4 separate regions of the Sus scrofa genome follow, and regions 1, 2 and 3 are each linked to region 4. Evidence: chromatin contacts called from public HiChIP or PLAC-seq and promoter capture Hi-C data. All regions are on one chromosome and are shown on one strand. The core of a region is the stretch at or near the end of the contact, and the rest is flanking DNA. Distances in the headings are between cores, read along the strand shown. Region 1 holds the start of PCBD2 (pterin-4-alpha-carbinolamine dehydratase 2). Region 2 holds the start of C2H5orf24 (UPF0461 protein C5orf24 homolog). Region 3 holds the start of TXNDC15 (thioredoxin domain containing 15). Region 4 holds the start of SKP1 (S-phase kinase-associated protein 1).

Region 1 (3,256 bases), core at 174-2,673, 610 kb after region 4:
ATTACCAGGTCATTTTTCAGTTTTCACTGTAATAAGCAAGTTTGTAAGGCATTTTTCATGCTCCTAAACTCCCAGTGTGAGGCATCAGGCAAAGGAAACCCAAATGTCTCAGACCCTCGAGACCAGTGACATTTGATTACGGTCTGTAGAAAGATTCCTCTGTTGTGTTTTCATCAAGTGGCCAAAAAGGGAAGAAGAGGGATTAGGTCATAAGTCCGTATTTCAGATTATTTTAGGTTAAAAAAAAAACTAGTTAAAAAGAAGTTACAAGTGAGTATACTGAAAACCACTGAATTGTACATTTTATTTATTTTTTAGGGCCGCACCTGTGGCACATGCGAGTTCCCAGGCTAGGGGTCCAGTAGGAGCTGTAACTCCCAGCCTACACCACAGCCACAGTACTGTGGGATCTGAGACCCATGTGTCACCTACACCACAGCTCACAGCAATCCCAGATCCTTCACCCGCTGGCCAGGAGAGGTCAGGGATCAAACCCGAGTCCTCATCCTCATGGATACCAGTTGGGTTAGTTACACCTGAGGCAGGAGAAGAACTCCCGAATTGTACATTTTAGAGGGTGAACCTTACGGCAAGTGATTTACATCGCAAGGAAAAAGGCAAAAAAAAAAAAAAAAAAAAAAAAAAGGAATGATAAGAGAATTAAGATACTAATACACATGTAAAAGAATACCTAGTTTGTAAAAAGAAAAAAGATATAAAAAAGTCTATCCACGTGTATCTCCGGCGTCTCTACCGTGCACTGTGCGCCTGCAGCCCTTTACAGAGCACCTTGAGCCTGACTTTCCCAAGTATTTCATCCGGACAGACAGATGGGCCAGTGTGCCCAGGATCTTGGCAACGAAATAGTGACAGAGCAGAGCTTACATTCGAACCTGCAGCTCCCTGACTTATAAGGGCCCGACCTGGATCACTAGGGTTCACTGCTCCCCAACTGCGAACAGAGTGGAGCGGTCCCCCAGAACCCCTTACCCCGCCCACCCCACAGCTCCTCTGCCCCTGCCTGCGCCATCCTCCTGCCCGCGCCATCTGTTCGCTCCATCGCCCAGAAGGAGCCCAGGGCAGTCAGGCCGTCAGCGAGGCTGCGACACCCCCAGCCCCAGACGCCGAAGACAGAGAACGTGCAGTGCACGCTCAGCGCCAGCCCGCCTGCCTCCCCGGCACAGGCAGGAAACGCGGCACCTGGGCACGACTCGAAAGGCCAGCGGAGCGGGGTCTGACAGCGCCCGGGGCTGCGGGGGCCTGCGGGGGCCTGCGGCCCCGCGCCCTCCCGGCTGCCGGCAGAGCTGCCGGCCATCGAAGCTTCCGGGGGCCTTCCGGGGCCGGACCGCGCCTGGGCCTGCGCGGCGGGGCCGGGCTGGGCGGGAGCTGCCCCCGCGGCTCCTGGCTCCGGGCCGGCCCGCGGAGCGGCGGCCGGGGCGGCGGGCAGGCAGCGCGCCGGGCAGCCCTGGGCCGGAGGCTATGGCGGCTGCGCTGGGGGTGCGCGGGGCGACGCGGGGCTGGTTCGCGGCGCTGCGGGGTCGACGCCAGAGCCTCGCAGCTATGGTGAGTGCGGAGAGCCCGCGGGGTCGCGGGAGGGCGAGGCGCCGCCGTGCCGGCCGAGGGGCGGAGGGACCCGAGCCGACCCCGAAGCGGGCCCGGCCTTCGGGCTCGGACTTTGGGGAGTCACATTCGGGTACCCGGCACGGTCGGAAGCGCTGGTCCGAGACATGGGTGGCCGCAGCATCTTAGTTTTCCTTTGGCTTAAAAATCCCGTCGTCGTCTACCAAATTGCCAACCGGAAAACAACCGAGGCCGACTTTCATTAGAAAAGAAAAAAGTAAACATGAAAAGCAGTTGCGAAAGTATTTCACCATTAGGGTTTCTTGATGAGACTCCAGTTGCCGTTCGGTCCTCTAGACTGTGCGCTCGGAGAGAGCGGGCGCCGTCTCGCTCTCGGCTCGCTCGCTGTAAACAGCGGGACTGAATGTGGAACGAATTCATTTCTCTTGGTGTTAATTTTTTTTAAAGGAATTACTATTGAATTACCTTTTTGGTGGCACATTGCCTCTTAATTCCTTTTCTGAGGGGCATCCTGTCAGTTTCCCTGCTTTGGAAATTAACAGATTGGGGGGTAAATTAACTGGAGGGAAAGTTTTAACTTGCAGCACCACCTAGTGGGAAAAAGTTGCGTGAAACTCACCTTTTCATTTTCTTTAATTGCTTGTGGGGGCCCATTTGGCAGTTTGAAATCCTTTAATAGAAGAAATTAAAAATAACTCGATGATGGGAAAGATGGGCACTCTGCTTCTTGGCCACTAAGGCGAGGACGCAGGTGGAGTGCTCACTGTCACCTAGGCGTGTCCCAAGGCATGCCTCTACCTAGGGTGCTTGGTGATCCAGTAAAACTGTGGGGTTTGGAGAGGAATGAATAAACGGACGGGATTGGAGTGGTTGCCACGTGCCGGGCTCTCTGTTGGGTGCCTTCACACTCAAGAGCTCTTTTAAGCCTTTCAGGAATTTTGGCAGGTGGCTGTGGTAATATCCCCACTGTAGAGCGCTGCTCATCAGAGAGGCGAAGTGATTTATTCAGCACCCACAGCTGGAAGTAACAAAGCTAGATTTCGAATCAAGATGACTCTCCAGGAGTTCCAGTTTGGCTCAAAGGAAACGAATCTGACTAGTATCCACGAGGAGGCAGGTGGGATCCCTCACCTCCTCAGTGGGTAAGGATCTGGCTTTGCTGTGAACTGTGGTGTAGGTCAAAGACGTGGCTCGGATCTGGCATTGCTGTGGCTGTGGTGTAGGCTGGCGGCTATAGCTCCCATTTGACCCCTAGCCTGGGAACCTCCATATGCCTTGGGTGCGGCCCTTAAAAAAAAAAAAAAAGAAAAGAAAAAGATTACTCTTCAGATCCTGTGCTTTCTCCATCCCTCCCAAAGGGGGAAAAAAAATTCAAGTCCACCGCAAAGGGTTCTACAGAGGGTATGTCCCCAAGAGAACCGTTTGTGTTACGTAGGTGACATGACTCCATTTCAGCCCCAGACCTGATCCCTGTGGCTGTGGTGAGCGCAGAGTGCATGTCACCGACCTCACTGGGCTGTGGGTGGTGGAGCGAGCAGAAAAAATCGGCTCAGGGTGGGCTCCGCAGACCCCAGGCGACTGCTGCGTTACCCACAGCATGGTTGAGAGTTTTCTTTTGCAGCTATTCAATAATAATTCCCTTTCTTTTCCAAAACGACTCTGCATTGACCTAAAA
Region 2 (3,635 bases), core at 649-3,148, 560 kb after region 4:
TTAGTATGAAAGTTTTCTTCTTAAATGATCTTATGTACAAATGCCGTGTCAGATTAAAGTTTAAGGTTGTGGATTTGGACTAGTCATGATGTGGTATGGCAGCACAGCAGTGCATTCTCTCATTTCACTGCAATGATGGGATTACTGCTCTGGTGCCATGGGATCCATGGCATCCCTGCAGCACCAGAATGCGGGCTGGATCCCTGGCCTGGCACAGTAGGTTAGAAGATCTAGCGTATGCCACAGGGTGGCAGGGGGAAAAAAAAAAAAAGAGGAAAAATTAAACTTGTTTAGAGAAAATTTGTTTTTAAAAAGTTTTTGGAAGGCTACTTACTATGACCTCAAATCTGTGTACATTTTAGCTGTTTTCTATATTGGTATTTTCCTTTAAAAAATTATACTTTTTTTTCTTTTTTGTTTTTTTTGGGCTACATCCAAGGCATATGGAGGTTCCCAGGCTAGGGACCAATTGGAGCTGTAACTGCTGGCCTACACCACAGCCACAGTAATGCAGGATCTGAGCATGTCTGCAACCTACAGCACAGCTCACGGCAATGCCAGATCCTTAACCCACTGAGTGAGGCCAGGGATTGAACCCAAGTCCTCATGGATACTAGTTGGGTTCGTTAACCACTGAGCCATAACAGGAACTCCTATATATATATTTTTTTTCTTTTTATGGCCACACCTGCGGCATATGAAAGTTCCTTGGGCTAGTGGTTGAATCTGAGCTTCAGCTGCCAGCCTACACCACAGCCACACCGGTTCTGAACCACATCTGTGACATTCACTGCAGCAAGGCCATGGGTTGAACCCTCATCCTCACAGACACGATGTCAGGTTCTTAACCCTCTCAGCCACAATGGGAACTCCCTGGTATTCTTTTATATATGGATAATACTAGTACAATCAGTCCTGTGTTCTAGTATCATATAGGAGTAATTAGAATCATGCTATGAAACCCTGCCAGAATGAGCTTTCCTTTCTATGTACTGTGTTTGGTCTGCGTCCTGGCTTGTGTATTCACCCAGAAAAGTTGCTGATTTATTTCCTACTGGCAGCAGCACTGGGCCAAGTGCTGTCCTGTGGTAGAATTCAGTGCTAAGAATGACTTCCTCATACAGTCTTGATCCTCTTCATGCTGTCAAAGAAGTATCTTCCTCTCAGCAGTCTTCCTAATTCTGGATCCTCACCTTTCTGACATCTTCGAATTCACCGCAGGAAGAACTGGGGAAACTAATCCCTTCTAATGAGTGGCTTTTTTGGGGTGACCGATATGCCAGAAACCTCTCAGTAGCTACATATAGGGGGATTTTGTAGGCATACTGCTTGTCCCATCCCTTTCTGCAATGGTGGGAGGACTATGGTAATTCAGAGGTGGTCATGGTCATAAAAATTGTTTGAATTGAAAAAATTAGCCTCACAAAATGAGGTTTTTCATTATCACATGATCCTAGGACTGAGGGTCCAAACACCTCATATTTGAATATCGCCCATTTTATTTACAAGTGGAGGTTTCACACACACCCCCCATAAGTAAGTAAAGTGCAGCAGCTGAGTCCTTTTAATATACTTTGGGCAGCACTCAGCACAGTAAGGCATTATTAAATCTTTTTGCCAACAGCAATTAAAAGCAGTTTCTACAGCAGAAATGCTGGGTTCAAATCCTGACTCCATCATTTATTAGTCCTGTAATCTGAAAAACGGGGTCAGCAGTAGTTACAGCGTCACAAAACTGGAGTCAAAATTCACATCAGTAAATCATACCCTCTGTGGCCCCCAACCTGCCCCAGAACCCGAGCAGCTCGGGCCTAAGCCCCGCCTCCCGCCCGTCCCCACGCAGCGCAAGCGCAGCCAGGCTCCCTGTCCCACTCTCCCAAGCTTGCGCGCTGGCCGTCGGGCGGGAGATTGGGTCTCGCGATGCGCGTGTGCGTGTGCGTGCGCGGTCCTCGCGAGCTCGCGCACGCCGCTCCTCGCCGTACGGGGCTGTAGCGGCCTCTTCCTCCTCGGTCCCGAGAAGGACCGTGAGCAGTGGTTGAGGTCTGAGCCGGGGATCAGGGTCGGCGTCGCCGCCGCTGCCGCCCTCGCTGCCTGTCCTTCTCTCTTGGGCTCTCCGTGCAGTGCAGAGGCGCCGGGCTGGGAGGGGAGCGGTGCCAGCGTGAGGATCCCAGCCGATGGGCAGCCCCTGGACGCGCTGAGGGGCCGGGCTACTAGCGGCTGAGGTAGGTGGGCTCGCGGGGTTTTGTCAGACTGGCCGGAAGCAGAGTACGGGCCGCGGGAGCTCGTGGAGACCGCACGGAAGGGACGGAAACGGGGGGCCTTGCGGGCTGGAGAGAGAGAGATCGCCGACCTGCGCCCGAGGAGGGGCTCTGGCCTAGCCGGGAGCGAGAGGAGGGGCCCCGGCCGTGCCTGCTCTTCCCCGGGCTTGGAGCCATTATTGGGGGGAAATGCCTCCTGTGGCTGGGGGAGGGGTCACGGCTTCTTTTCTTCTCTTTGAGAGAGAGAAATCGGCAGTCACCCTCCACCACTTTAAATTAATGCCTGTGGGCTTCGAGATGGAGTCTAGATGGAGCGGTGGACTTGTACAGCTTGCACAACTCCGAGTGCATGGACAGTAGGCTATCAGTTTTGATTATCGGAGGGCGCACAGCTCCTTCTGTAGGGTGGGTGTGTATCTCCTGCAAAGTTGTCATTGTTAATACATCAGCAAACGCTGTCGGCTAACGACAGGTAATACATTTCTAGACGCCTCAAGTCAAGTAAGGATTCCAGCGCCGGGGAAACGGCGCCGTGGGGCACAATTAAGGAGTTGAAAGAAGACAAAGAAAGCCGTTATTTATGTTCTGACCTAGTATCAAAACTTTCCGGGGTGGGCCAGGAGGCGTAACGACTGGCTTTTGTTTTAGCTTTTGCTGAACAGACTTTCTGATTGAGGTCGATCACAAATGGACTTTCACTTAGAATTATAAAATCGTGTTGTGATTCTCTTTAGTCGTTACAAGCCAGAATGACCTGAGATAAACGTCTGACAATTATGTGTTGTTTGCTCTTTGGAAGAGAGCAGATCTTGGGCTTCAGGAAAGGAAGAATCTCTCGATGCCTAAAAATGAATGCTTTGTGAAGTTACTAAAAATAGTTAAAGCGTTCTCTATGTTGGCAGTAATGCCTCCACATTCACGAGATGGGAAAGGAATTATTTCATAGAGAAGAGCTGACTAAAAGGAAGTAAACACAGTTAAACAGCTTCAGGGATGGCAAATTTTAGCATATGCTTTAAGAATTCTAATTTAATCATAGTTAAAATATACAGAAACTCTTAGTTGACTCCCTTATATTCAGTGAACTCTTTTAAAAGATAATTTACTGTTGCTCTCTTCCATCCTGTGAACTATTTTAAAAGATAATTAGCATCTACATAATCTGTTCTATACTCTTGGATTTCATTCAGTCCACACTTTCTAGAAATACAGCATTCTTTCTGACTCTGTTAAGAAATGTGGCCTATATAACACAGGAAACTGTATTTTGTCTTGTGATAACCTATAACGGAAAAGCATCTGAAAAAGAATATATAAATGTGTGTGTGTGTGTATGTATATATATATATACACACATTTTTCTGTACACATGGAGCT
Region 3 (3,154 bases), core at 236-2,735, 580 kb after region 4:
TTATTCATTATTCTCTTCAGATTGAAGGTATTTCATTACAAACTAACATGAGCCAGCTATCCATTTTAAAAATCACCCCAAACTTAGTGACATAAAATGATAATTTTTCAATCTCTGTTTCTGTGGATCAGGAATTTGGAAAGAGCTCAAGCTGGGCATTTCTGGCTCTGGTCTCTCAGGCAGTAGCAGTCCAGTGGTGGCTGAAGCTGGAACAGAATAGGGTTGAGATCAGCTGGTGATGAGCCTGTAGTTTCCGGCATTTCTTTGCAAGCAAGTTCGAACTTCCGCAGAGCATAGCAACCTCAGGACATCCTTCTACTTACTGTGTCGGTCAATACACGTGTGCAAGCCTCCCAGCAATAAAGGATAGGGCTGTGTAGCCTCAGAAGCCATAGAGGATCATTTCATATACGGCTACATTCTGTTGGTTATATGTCAATCACAGGCCCACTCAGATTCAGGGGGAGGGGAATTAGGTTCTATCTACTGATGGGGCAGTGGCAAAATTACTTTGCACAAGAGCATGTGGGATGGCGAATATTATTGTGGCATGGAAGTCATTGTCAAATACACTTTGCCACGGTGATCTGAATGAAGTAAATACTTTGTTGATGAGGGAGAGAGAGAAAGAGGTTCTCATGACTCATCAGATTTAAAAAATCTAGGCAAACCTTATCAAGGCGGACAAAACAGCCTTAGTACAAGTGTGTAGCTGTGCATAACAATTCCAATTATTGTCACGTTCTTGTCTGGAAAATCCCCAGGCCTATGCTGTTGGTGCACAGAATTCACTTCAGGCAAAGAAAGAGCAGGATGCCAACTTTCTCCCCCAACCTCCCCAGAAACGAAAATAAAATCAGTTTCAAACCTGAAGGCATTCCTCACTGAAAATAAGTGCATGTGCCACCTGGTGGCGAGACAGTCAAATGTGCATTCTATCCTGTTGGCTGGATTTATTGAGTTGTCCTCAGAGGCTCTATCTATAGCATTTACTGAAAGACAACAATTCTAACATGTGTAAGTGCCTCTGTCCAAACAGCCAAAATACAAAGGGAACATTACATGTTATGTGTTTATGGGAAATTCACATTTAACTGGGCATCCCGTGTTTCACCTGGGAACTTTTAAAGGGTAGCACACGTAAGGCAGGCGACGCGGCGAACTGACCCTCGATGGGGCACTCGAGGAAGAAGCCTCTGGGGCTTTCCGGCCGGGGAACGAAGCGCCAAGGCCCCCACTGCCGTGTGAAGAAAGAAGGTAATGGGCTTTCGTGGAAGCTCGCCCAGGACTTGGGGGCCCGGAAACCGAAAAGATCCGAGACGGCTGGCGATTGGCTCCTAAACGGCCCGGGGCCCCACGGCGCAGGCCAGAGGCCAGAGGCGGCCGCCCGACTCCAAGATGGCGCCCGCGGAGGAGGCTGCCAGCGGCCAGGATGGCGGCGCGGGGCCGCGCCCGCGCTCCCGGGCTCTCCTCCCCCTGCCTTCCTGCGGCGGAGAGCGCGCCTCGCGCGGCCGTGCGCCGTTTGCCCTTCGGCCTGGGTGGTGCGGCCGCCGCCCGCCCCGCACCATGCGACTCCTTGGCTGGTGGCAGGTACTCCTATGGGTGCTGGGGCCTCCGGCCCGCGGCCAGGAAGGTGAGTGCGGGCTGGGGGCGCCGGCGGCTGTGTGCGAAATGCCCGGGGAGGCGGCGGGCTCCCCCGGCAATGCTCTTTCACCTGCGCGAAGGCCTGCTCTGCGCGCTTGGCCTCTCCCAGGCGCCCACCGGAGCGCCTCTCCCCGCGTCGTCCAGACCTCTTTCCCGGTGGTCCCCGCTCCAGGTCTGGCGTGGGGGGCGGCGGGGCGAGATGCCCGGGACGTGTTTAGGCCCCTGAGCAGGTGGCTGTCAGTCGGGAATGAAGTGCTTACCAAGGCGGAACCTCATGTGCTGAGCGAGCACTTTATTATTAATGATAGTCGTCATAATGAAAGCGACATGAATGGTGGCTTTATTAGGAGCCAGGAACTGTGCGCAGTGCTTTCCACCACGATCTCATTTCGTCCTCCCACCGACCCTTACAGATGAAGATGCTGAGCCAAGAGAGACTAAGTCATCTGTCGATGTTTGCCCTTCTGGCAATGGGCAGAGACTGGCTTTGGACTGCAAAGCCCCCACTGTACTGTGCACCCTGCTGGACCGCTTTATTGAGAAGGCCGCTTTTGCTCAGGTGCCTGTGTGAAGGATAGATGAGAAAAGGACAGGAGACTCCCAGGGCAGCCCGGTGCTCCCAGACCTGCTTTCACCTTGGGGAAGGCAGCCACCTGGAGGCACGGCTTACTCTCAGCCTCCTTCACTCCACTCCTCACAGTCCCCCTGTTCAAGTCCAGACCCTTTTGGCCTTGCTTGTCATTCACAACTTCACAGGAGTAGGCAGGTCTTGACTTTCCCTGTGGTGTCCTAGAAAGAGGCCCAGCGGCCAGCTTGCTGAGTACTGAAAAGGAATGAAAGGGGAGTTCCTGTCGTGGCTCAGTGGTTAACGAATCCGACTAGGAACCATGAGGTTTTGGGTTCCATCCCTGGCCTTGCTCAGTGGGTTAAGGATCTGGCCTTGCTGTCACCTATGGTGTAGGTCGAAGATGCGGCTCGTATCCCGTGTGGCTGTGGCTCTGGCGTAGGCTGGTGGCTACAGTTCGATTGCACCCCTAGCCTGGGAACCTTCATATGCTGCAGCAGCGACCCAAGAAATAGCCAAAAAAAAAAAAAAGTAATGAAAGGACTCACTATGTGCCGGGCAGTGTGCTTAGTGCCTTTTTAGCATCATCTTATTTGATTTTTGTGTGTGTGTGTGGGGGGGGGTTGTCTTTTTAGGGCTGCACCTGTGACATGTGAAAATTCCCAGGCTAGGCTGCCCTTGAATCAGAGCTGCAGCTGATGGCCTACACCACAACCATAGCAACGCAGGATCCTTAATCCACTGAGCAAGGCCAGGAATTGAACCCGAGTCCTCATGGATATGTTTTTTATTTGTTTGTTTGTTTTTCTATTTGGGGCCCACACCCAAGGCATAAGGAGGTTCCCAGGCTAGGGGTCCAATTGGGGCTGCAGCTGCCAGCCTACACCACAGCCACAGCAATGCAGGATGTGAGCTGCATCTTCGACCTACACCACAGCTCATGGC
Region 4 (3,496 bases), core at 120-2,619:
AAAAACCTGTTTAAGTGACCCGAAGTTCTGACACTTCTTCTTATAGGGCAAAGTGAAATCTGCGTTGCTCTATGACACACAAACATTCTGCTGTGACGCTCTCATGAAAACATTCATGAGCCCAAACTCCAACCTTTAGTCTCCATTAAAAAGCAAACCAAAGCAGGTGAACATCCTATCCCTTCGAAAACCTCTTAGTAAGTTTACGGAGTTGGTGCACCTAAAAGCCAAACCACTGTGGCGATGGCACCTGCTACTCCAACAATTGCTTCAACAACCGCGGGCTGTGGCAAAATAATGGGCGACAAATATTCCGAAGGAGCAGGCAGCTCTCTGCCGAAATTCGGCTCCGGCGCAGTTAACCAGGACGAGTGACGCCAGACACAGGGGCGAGAAAGACTGAGAGCCAAGAATCCAGCTGCGGGACGACCCTACCACGCTTCCTCTGGGACACCCGAACAACAAACGGACAAACGCCCATGCTCACGACGACCCAGAGAAGTCCATTAAAAGCCCCGCCACCACCCTCGCCCTGGCTTCCCGGGGCCGATGGGCTCAACCGCCGAGGGAGGCCCCGGCCGCAGCCTGGGCCTGCAGCCTTGCTCCGCGACGGCTGAGGGTCGCCCCGCGCAGAGAAGGCCCAATCCCGGTTCCGCTCACACCTTCTCCCTCCCGCCCGCCTGGGCGCGGTGAAGACTAGCGGCTAAAAGAGGCCTCGGCAAGTCGAGGGGCGGTGTGGGAGGTGAATGGCACCTCCGGGAGAATGGGGTCGACGACGGCTTTCACCGGGCCTGAGGGAAGGCCAGGCCCAGGTGCCTGCCGTTTCGAGCAAGGCCAAAGCCGCAGCGGGGCGGCCCGCGGCTCGCAATCTGCGGCGCCACCGCCCCCTTTCAGCTCAGGCGGCGGGTACTCACGGTGTTTGGGCTCAAGGAGATGGCGGGCCGGAGGCTGACGAGAGAAGGGCGGTGTCCGCAACCGGAGAGACAGAAAAGCGACGCACAAGGCGACTTCAACCGAGTGGCGCGGCGTCGCCTTTATAGCAGCGGGCGCAGGCGCCGAGGACCCCGGGGCCCGTGACGTCACAGAGACGGCAGGGCTGGCCGCCGAGATCGCCTGACGGCAGGCGCAGACCGGCGGGGCGAGGCGCGGCGGGCCTTGAGTCTCACCCCTTCCCTCGAAAGCGGCGCTCACTCCCCTCAAAGCGGAAACGGGGGACTGGCTCAGATACTCCACGGCCTGCAAGGGTCTTTCAGGCGGGAGCTGGCCTAAGTCGAATTAAAGACCCCAGTCCCGAAAAGCCTAGAAACCTGGAGCGAGGGGCCGGGAGGGAGAGCGCGGGGAGTAGCGGGGAGAGAGGGGCGGAGTGGGGAGGGAGAGGCGTCTGTGTTAGGGGTGGTGTTTGGGAGGGGCTGCAGCTCCTTTTCATGATGGGGAAACTGGGACTCTGAGAAAGAAAGGGCGCTGATCTTTGCAGCCAGCGCTGTGAGATTTTGCTCAGGGCCTCAGTGTCCTCCCCTGAACCCTACATGAGTTAGCTCACTCTCCACAATAATGCATAAGAAGAAATATCAGGAGTTCCCCTCGTGGCTCAGTGGTTAACGAATCCGACTAGAAACCATGAGGTTTCGGGTTCGATCCCTGGCCTCGCTCAGTGGGTTAAGGATTTGGAGTGGCCATGAGCTGTGGTGTAGGTCACAGTCGCGACTCGGATCCCACGTTGTGGCTCTGGTGTAGGCCGGTGGCTACAGCTCCGATTCGACCCCTAGCCAGGGAACCTCCGTATGCCTTGGGTGCGGCCCTAGAAAGACAAAAAGACAAAAAAAAAAAAAGAAGAAGAAATACCATTACCCTTTTCTCTTTGACTTGTGAGGGAACAGGTTCAAAACGGTTCAGTGGCAGAGCAAGGATTGTTTGATACTCTCAACTCTGATTTCCTATCGACTTCTGAAGAGGCCTCCAATCCAAAGTAACCACTGTTTCAGGGAAACCCCAAGTTAGCAAAAGTGTATTGGGTGGGGGGAGGGCGAGGTGATGGGTGCTAGGAATTCGGCAGCGAACGAGGCAGCCAGAGTCCAGCCTGCAGAGAGCCCTTGTGTGGGATGCTCCCTAAAGGCTGTGTTAGGGTCCCTAAGATGAAACCAACCCTCAAGGGAAAGGGGTTAGTCTGCAAATTCCCACTCCCACCCTCTCCAGTCAGGGACTTTGACCTGCTCTACCCTGCTCTGTTTAGAGAACAATGCCACCCCTCTGGAGGAGACTAAGGCGCCAGGCTCACCTAACCAGCAGGCACGTGATGGTATTCCTGACGCCAAGGAGACAAAGGACACTTCCACACAGGGCCCCCTAAAGAAATCAGAAGCCTGCAGCTCTTCTGAGATGGGACTGGGCAGGGAGACCAAGCAGCTCCTTGGGTTACCAGGTCTTTGTCTCCAAGCTGTGGTATCCAGTGTCTGCCAGGTGCCACAGCTGATGTCGGGAAGATGAAAGGACCTACAGCTCTCAGACTTTTTCTCCACAAGCCTGCCCTGCCCTAAGCAGCTCCAGCTTCTGGTCTCTTAGTTAAGGCCCACTAGATCCCCTTTGCTCCCCTGCCTGTGGCATATAAGGGCCACCTTGTAGCCTAGTTGAGCATCCTAAGCAGGACTGGGCAGTGCCAGATTACACGTCTAGCTGGAGGATCTGGCACAGGGCCTGGCATTAGGAAGGTGTATGTTTTTTCCAAAATGTCTGGGGGCCCCTAATATTAGAATCACCGAGATATTCTTGGGTGGCTTTTTTTGGCTGCTTTTTCTTTTAATGGCTACACCTGCAGCATATGGAAGTTCCCAGGCTAGGGGTTGAATATGAGATACAGCTGAGGCCTTCGGCACAGCCACAGAAGTATTGGATCAGAGCTGCGTCTGCAACCTATGCTGCAACTTGCTGCAGTGCTGAATCCTTAACCCACTGAGTGAGACCAGGGATCAAACGGGCATCCTCATGGATACTAGTCATGCTCTTAACCTGCTGAGCCACAACGGGAACTGCCAGGATTCTAGTTTTTAAAATGCAGATTTCAGGAGTTCCCGTCGTGGCTTGGTGGTTAACAAATCCGACTAGAAACCATGAGGTTGCGGGTTTTATCCCTGGCCTTGCTCAGTGGATTAAGGATCCGGCGTTGCCGTGAGCTGTGGTGTAGGTTGCAGACGCGGCTCCGATCCTGCGTTGCTGTGGCTCTGGCGTAGGCCAGCAGCTACAGTTCCGATTTGACCCCTAGCCTGGGAACCTCCATATGCCGTGGGTGTGGCCCAAGAAATGGCAAAAAGACAATAAATAAATAAATAAATAAATAAATAAAATGCAGATTTCAAAAAAAGGAAGAAAATGCAGTTTTCATTTACTCATACAGCTGTTACATGCATAGATTATCTCAGGAAAGATACACAAGAAATTGTTTGCCTCAGGAGGAGAATTAGGTGACTGGAGAAGAGGGTTGGGGTGATTTTTCACTTTATAC

The links. Promoter capture Hi-C pulls out the DNA fragments that hold promoters and counts their contacts. HiChIP or PLAC-seq counts read pairs in DNA pulled down with a chosen protein or histone mark.
Region 1: a contact with region 4 is called in an H3K27ac HiChIP or PLAC-seq map of skeletal muscle, with 7 times the contacts expected there. The contact joins the promoter of PCBD2 here to the promoter of SKP1 in region 4. A contact is called at or near these places in 2 of 2 datasets of contacts at active chromatin or transcription factors (alveolar macrophages and skeletal muscle).
Region 2: a contact with region 4 is called in an H3K27ac HiChIP or PLAC-seq map of alveolar macrophages. The contact joins the promoter of C2H5orf24 here to the promoter of SKP1 in region 4. A contact is called at or near these places in 1 of 5 promoter capture datasets (liver), 1 of 47 Hi-C or Micro-C datasets (alveolar macrophages) and 1 of 2 datasets of contacts at active chromatin or transcription factors (alveolar macrophages).
Region 3: a contact with region 4 is called in a promoter capture Hi-C map of fetal liver, with 4 times the contacts expected there. The contact joins the promoter of TXNDC15 here to the promoter of SKP1 in region 4. A contact is called at or near these places in 2 of 5 promoter capture datasets (fetal liver and liver) and 1 of 2 datasets of contacts at active chromatin or transcription factors (alveolar macrophages).

What each region holds. Positions count from the first base shown.
Region 1 is chr2:137,081,497-137,084,752 of Sscrofa11.1, forward strand. It overlaps PCBD2 (pterin-4-alpha-carbinolamine dehydratase 2), which reads left to right and starts at 1,424. Exons shown (of 4, transcript XM_021084778.1): 1 at 1,424-1,563. The coding sequence starts at 1,480.
Region 2 is chr2:137,036,073-137,039,707 of Sscrofa11.1, forward strand. It overlaps C2H5orf24 (UPF0461 protein C5orf24 homolog), which reads left to right and starts at 1,899. Exons shown (of 2, transcript XM_005655017.3): 1 at 1,899-2,222.
Region 3 is chr2:137,059,503-137,062,656 of Sscrofa11.1, forward strand. TXNDC15 (thioredoxin domain containing 15) reads left to right here and starts at 1,486. Exons shown (of 5, transcript NM_001243618.1): 1 at 1,486-1,633. The coding sequence starts at 1,567. It overlaps LOC102164851 (a long non-coding RNA gene), which reads right to left and starts at 1,004. Exons shown (of 2, transcript XR_002341915.1): 1 at 869-1,004; 2 at 1-206.
Region 4 is chr2:136,474,995-136,478,490 of Sscrofa11.1, forward strand. It overlaps SKP1 (S-phase kinase-associated protein 1), which reads right to left and starts at 1,370. Exons shown (of 6, transcript XM_021084761.1): 1 at 915-1,370.